Linked DNA regions of Zea mays: region 2 is linked to region 1. A link is a contact called in public Hi-C data. All regions are on one chromosome and are shown on one strand. The core of a region is the stretch at or near the end of the contact, and the rest is flanking DNA. Distances in the headings are between cores, read along the strand shown. Region 1 has its middle 17 kb from the start of LOC118476987. Region 2 holds the start of LOC100272705.

Region 1 (3,147 bases), core at 244-2,743:
CAGCGCCAAGTCTCGCCGCTCTTTGCCAACGTCCACGGGCCTCATCTCGGCACGGTGCAGCACACGAGGTCACGAGTGCCCCCCATGGCGCACGCGTCCGGCGATGCGAGGAGGAGGGAGAGGCCAAAGTCACCGAGGCACGCCCGCATGTCGGCCTCCACGAAGATGTTGGACGAGGTGACGTCGATGTGCACCACGGCGGGCTTCATGCCAAAGTGGAGGTTCTCAAGCGCCGCCACGATCTAGGCGACCATCGCGAGGCGGGTCCGCCTGGGGAGTGGCTGCACAGCGGCACTGAGCATGCTGTTGGGGACGAAGTCATAGACAAGGACGGCGCGCTGTTGGGCGAGCGCCAGGAGGGAGCGGTAGGATGGCGATAGCTAGGGTTTGGCGGGCGTGAGGGGATGAGGGCGGCTGGCGATGCGGAAGGAGATGACGACGGATTGGATTAGGGTTGCCAGCGGTTTGGGCATGTAGGATGATTTGGGGGCATGCAGTGGGCGTGGACGTGGGGCATGTTATCAACGTCATAAATCGTGCGTTTTTTTTTGCGTAAATCAGATACATAATAAGTGTAAATGTTCTCGATGGTGCGTCTAGATCATCTGATAGGGCGGTCAGGTGGGGGTGGTCGGAGCTTTCTCTAAATAGAGAGAGCCCTGGGCTCCTAATTAATACATAAACTATATATATATATATATTCACTGTATAGATCTATACTTGTGGAGATCAACAAAATTAATTTCTTACGATTTTTCTACAATTTACTATGACTTTTTAAAAGATTCAGCCAAAATAAACAAAAAAAACAACCAAAATAAACAAAAAAAAATTAGCAAGGAAAATAGCCAAAGAGACCATGTGTGCGATTTTGAAAGATGAGGATTGAGGAATGAGGTATATTCGGTTTTACACTTGATATAGAGAAAAGCTGATTTTTGCGATCGTTGAAGGAGGTAAAATTATAGAGTTTTTCCTACTAGTTGCCATGATCAGGATCATCAGATTCGATTAGCGAAGTTTGGGGATAACTGAACTCAGGTTCACAACTTGCATATATATTTGGATGGTACGGAGTTTGATTATAATGAGCAAGCGTACCCAACCTGCTCTTGTTTCTCTTTCCCATGTCTTCATATTATATTTTCACTATGTATAGCAGATCTACTAATGTGTTCCAAAACTACACTTGAAAGTGACTACCAGCACCAAGAATGATCATTTCATGGGTTTTATCGGCCAGCCTTGCTTTTTTGACAGATGAGCAGAAGCCATTGGATGAGTGAGCTGGACAAAAGCTGGATCGATCACGGTGAGCTGAATTGTCCTCCTCGTCAGTCATCGATCGAGAGATGTGCCATGTGTTTGTTTGTCTAGCGACTAGCGAGAGAGAAGAGAACCACATGTAGTACATACGTAGCCTCAGGCGTTTCTGTGGCTCCGAGAGAGGGCGGCGAATCTTTGGGGGGCTGGAGCTAGCAGATAAGATCCTGCACGCCCGTCACTGTGTGCTGTTTTTCTAGGATGGAACGAATCAGCAGCGGCCCGCCCTCCCTATCGACCACATTGTTAATTAATACGCGCACGCACGTGCTCAATATTTCTGTGCCGATGGATGCGGTTGCGGCCGGATTGTCATGTCTGATAGGCAAGCCAACATTAACTTGGCCGTGTGTGTGTATATATATATATATATATATATATATATATATATATATATATATATATATATATATAGTATATTAGGAGTCCTAGGCTTTCAATAACTAAAGGAAGCTCAGGCTAGACAGTGCAATCCGGTCGAGCCAGACCAGGTCCAGACATCTATAAAAGAAAAAATCCGTAGTGCTAGGGATCAGTTTTTCACGCTCATCTCGATTCATTAGCGACGGCGGTTGCCCGATAGCACGCGCGACAGTGGACCCTCGGCCGATGGCTGTGGTGGTCGCGGCTCCCCGACCTTGACATGCGGTGGCGGCGGTTCCCAGGCCGCCGGCGGCGGCCCCCGATCCAGAGGGCGAGCGACGGCAGTGCCCTTTTGCGATATTAGGAGCCCTGGGCTTTCAATAACTAAAGGAAGCCCAGGCTAGACAGTGCAATCCGGTCGAGCCGGACCAGGTCCAGACGTCTATAAAAGAAAAAATCCGTAGTGCTAGGGATCAGTTTTTCACGCCCATCTCGATTCATTAGCGACGGCGGTTGCCCGATAGCGCGCGCGACAGTGGACCCTCGGCCGGTGGCTGTGGTGGTCGCGGCTCCCCGACCTCGACATGCGGTGGCGGCGGTTCCCAGGCCGCCGGCGGCGGCCCCCGATCCAGAGGGCGAGCGACGGCAGTGCCCTTTTGCGGTGGCGGTGGTTCCCAGACCGGTGGCCGCAACTCCATTACCTCGACGCGCGGTGGCGGAGGTTCCTCGATCCGGAGTAGTGGCGGCGGTTCCCCGATCCAGAGGGCGAGCGACAGCGAGGCCTTTGTGCGGGCAAGCGGCGGCGTCCCCGAAGCCCCGAGGAGGCGGCACTTCCAAGGCCGACGAGCAAGCAACGCCCGTCGACGTGCGAGCGACGGCGACGCATGAGGCGCGATGTTCGAGCGAGCGACGTCACGGAAGGCGCGAGATGCGCGCAACGATGATCGCGCGTGACATCCTCCGATCCGGCGCAGTTTTCTTTTCGATTATTGTGTTTTATGCCTACCACATGTATTATTTACGCTAAAAACTGTACGATTTTATGCTTGAACACAGAGTTCGTATATCGGTTTACTGCATGCACATTGGAAAGACAATTCCTTGATTTATGTTGTTCGTAATTTGCGCGCATGCAATGGAAACTCCCACGTTTTTGTCATAATTTTTGGATCTGTATAAAAATAGAAACCGCATGCATACGGCTGCCATGTTTTTCGGATCTGTCATAAAAATAGGATCGTAATAACAACCTACTAAAGCTATCAACCTTTAATTGACTCGGTATTTACGCTTATAATTGAGGGATTTTATGCTCAAAACTTAAGGTTTTTACGCTCCACCCGGAGATGCGTCCACCAGTGAACAACATGCCAGATTTTTTACGCAGTGTAAGGAATTACATAAATACCTACACCGTGTAGTATAATTTGTTTTAGTATACATCATAAACTAGTTCTAATG
Region 2 (3,218 bases), core at 422-2,921, 97 kb before region 1:
AGTTGTAAAATGCTAGATCCTATTTCAACAGAATTGCAGGACCTCCGTATATTAATATGGGAAGCACAAGGGTACATTATAGACTGGGCGTCAAATAGTTGCTTTTATGCTACAAACAGATGATGCTACAGAGTTGCAACACTTATTGTTTAAGATGAACATGATGCACTTTTGCACTGATGTTGCTTAATCCACAATTATGCAAGATGCTGTGTATTGTGGCGCTTAAATGCTAGATTGCTAGGTATCGAGATAAATTGCAAACCTGTAATGACTACATCTCTCAAATTCTGTCCATGAATGAGGCTCCCAAATCGTGGTCCTTTGCGCTCCCGCCCATACCCATATGACGGTAATGCTGGCATCAATGGCCAGTACTTCTCATCCTGTCCAGAAAACATCACAATGCCAGTTAAATAAGCTCACAATCTGAAATGTGGGCATTTGTGCCCCCAAATAAGCACCATAGGCATCTACCAAACTCTGAATGCATGCTAGTCTAGAGTCAAGATGTTTTCAGCACAAAGTATCGCCGTTTTGTTTCATAAAATCTTTATGTTTTTGCAGAAGTGGTGAGTTCTTCTGAGAGAGTAGGATGCAAAATATTTGGATGACAAAATGGGAAGAATGAAAAACTGGTCGAAGGATTTCTGGAAAAGGACTCAAGATTTAGATGTGGAGGGCGTCCTTTAGTTTTGTTGTTAGTTGCTCTATGGTTTTTGTTTGTAATAGTTCGCTTGCCGTTAGGGCCGGTTTCTGACGTTTTGGAGGAGTGTTTTCTTGTTTTCGCATGCTGGTAAACCCAGCAGCAATCAATTCATGATGTTTGTCGTCAACTAGCCAAATCATAAACTATTCTACTGGAGAATAAGTTAATAACTAAGCAATTTCCGCACGACATGAAAGCAGCATTAACTTTTGGTTGGAGGCTTGGAGCGTAGAAAATGCACACGAGAAGATCTATCTAATTACTAAAGCCCCACGGATAAGTTCATAGAAACAGTAAACTCTTTACCGTAATGCCAAGGATTTCCGCGCCCTCGGCAAGAAACAGCGTCATGTGGCTGGTGAGGTTGAAGGGTGCCGTGAGCCAGCGCCCGGGTGGCACATTGAGCTGCCCGCCGCCTCGCTCCGCGAGCGCCGCGATGGCCTCGACAGCACGCTCGAACGCCGCGGTGTTGACCGCCCGGCCGTCCCCGACGGCGCCGAAGTCCGTGATGTTGTACGCCGTGGGGCGGAGCCGCGGCGCGGGGCGCGGCGGCGGAGGCGGCACCGACAGGAGCCTGAGGTACCCTCCGCCGCCGGCGCTGCCGAAGGACATGGAGGCGCTCTGCCATAGGAACACGAGCGCGAACCCGACGACCCACGCAGCGGCGAGCAGCGCCTTGTTGGCCGCGACGAAAGCGACCGCGCCACGGCGCTGGTAGAGCCTCCCCCCGCCCGTGTCCACCATCGCGCCGTGCGGTCCCTGCGTGCCCCCCTGTAGCAGGCGGCGGCACGGCGGGGCTCCGCTCCTCCGAGATCTCGCGACCTAGGTCGGAAACGGCAAAGCGCGGCCTTGGCTCAGTCGGTGGCGCAGGGAACGAGGGTCTCGTGCTCCCGGGGGAAGGCGGGCCGTGGGGGAGGGGGTCGGTGTGGGAGGGCAAGAATTTCCGCCATCGGAGGTTGGTGAGGAGGTTTTATAGGATGCGGCAGAAGCCGTTTGAGTGAAGCCGACGCGATAGGTGGTGGGATGGCTGCCGCATTGGGCCTGTGCTCCTGGCTCCTCCCCATCTTGGGTGGTTGTGTACTTGTGTGCGCCGCCGGGCAGTGGAAGAAGATGGCCAAAATTACTATGCTGCCACTGTGAACCCTGGATACGTATGGGCCCTTGGATGGAGATCGAACGGTGAAAGATACGTATACTTTGTTCTTGTTGATGATGATGGATTAACCTGCTTGGTGCAGGCGGTACGAGTAGGGGTCCTTGGCTGCCCCTTAAACTATACATACAATACGTAGTTGTCCCCCCACACTAAGGTTTGAGTTTATTTTAGATCAACCTTTAATTGAACAACCATTGTTATCGGTTGTGAAAACTTACGTTTGTGATCTCATTTATACATCTGTTGGTGCCATTTTCATTGCGCTGTATATTTTCGAGTTTTTTTTTTTGCTTGTGTTGTTCGTTTGACATACATGGATTAGGTTTGTTGGCGAGCTTAACTGAATTACTGACAAAGTTTCGTAGTGCTTCAAGCCCCTCTACCGCTGCCGAGTCTACGAAATCTCGCTAGAGCTTCTTCTAAAATTTTAAGCGTATATATATAACGTAGAAGGTACTTCTATACTACAACGATTTAGTTCAATCCATTCTAAAAAAAATTATGGCTCCGTCACTGGATATGTCGTGTTCCACTAAAATGAAAATGATTTATAATATGATGGAAGTTCGAAAAAATCGTCTCTACCCCCCACCCCCCAAACAAATTTTCTTGTAGTTGGACAACAAGACATGCAAAACAGCAAAGGTCTCCGTTCTTGCTTTTGTTCTTCATTCAGGTGGCAGCTGCTGGCGGCTAGGCTACTCACGGCAGCATCGTAGTACAAGGCCTTTTTTCTCCCTGCAGCTCATCCACATTGCAGATTTGCAGAGGGATAGTTTGGTGTGAGCTGGTGGCCATTTCGCCGTCTCCTCCTGACTTGGGTTTGACGCAGCCAGCATAGCAGGTGCTCGTGCTCGATCTTTTGGTGACGGAGACGGACGGGTGAGCCGTTCCTGTCGTCGTTAGGCGAATAAAGCTCGCCGCCGATCAGCATCACCACTGCAGCGGGTCAGGGAAAACACAACGCCCGTCCTTTGGGTTATCCTGTGCACCTACCTGACGTTACAGATGCATCGATTGCAAATGCTGCGGATGAGGGGCAAGGGGGCCAGTACAGCAGAGGCGACGAGCTTCTCGTCATCAACTTTAGTTTCTAGAACATGAACTGTGTAGATCGACAGAATGTATTCGTTCCGAGGGAAAAAAAAGATCCAAATTCTAAGGCCTTGTTCGTTTCTGTCGGATTGGTGGGTCGGAACGATTCTTGACCGGATTGCTTCTCTAATTTATATAAACTTTGATTAATTGGAACTATTCCGGGTGCAATCCGACGGAAACGAACAAGACCTAAATTGAAAATATGGATCTACTACCTTTTAACTTTTTATGGCACTATACATCTTTCTACGACAT

What was found. Hi-C and Micro-C count contacts between places; a contact is called where the count stands out from the background.
Region 2: a Hi-C map of bundle sheath shows a contact between it and region 1, with 6 times the contacts expected there. The contact joins the promoter of LOC100272705 here to the enhancer-like site in region 1. A contact is called at or near these places in 5 of 25 Hi-C or Micro-C datasets (bundle sheath, endosperm and leaf).

Annotation. Positions count from the first base shown.
Region 1 is chr4:181,599,842-181,602,988 of Zm-B73-REFERENCE-NAM-5.0, reverse strand. No RefSeq gene overlaps it. Among protein-coding and RNA genes, the nearest start is that of LOC118476987, 17 kb to the right of the region's middle. Within about 2 kb of position 1,493, at least 9 of the 20 cell types and tissues checked have an H3K27ac peak or open chromatin away from gene starts, as enhancers often do. A contact at or near this core is called in bundle sheath and leaf, where this site is marked.
Region 2 is chr4:181,697,170-181,700,387 of Zm-B73-REFERENCE-NAM-5.0, reverse strand. It overlaps LOC100272705, which reads right to left and starts at 1,671. Exons shown (of 5, transcript NM_001147158.1): 1 at 1,016-1,671; 2 at 266-386. The coding sequence starts at 1,453.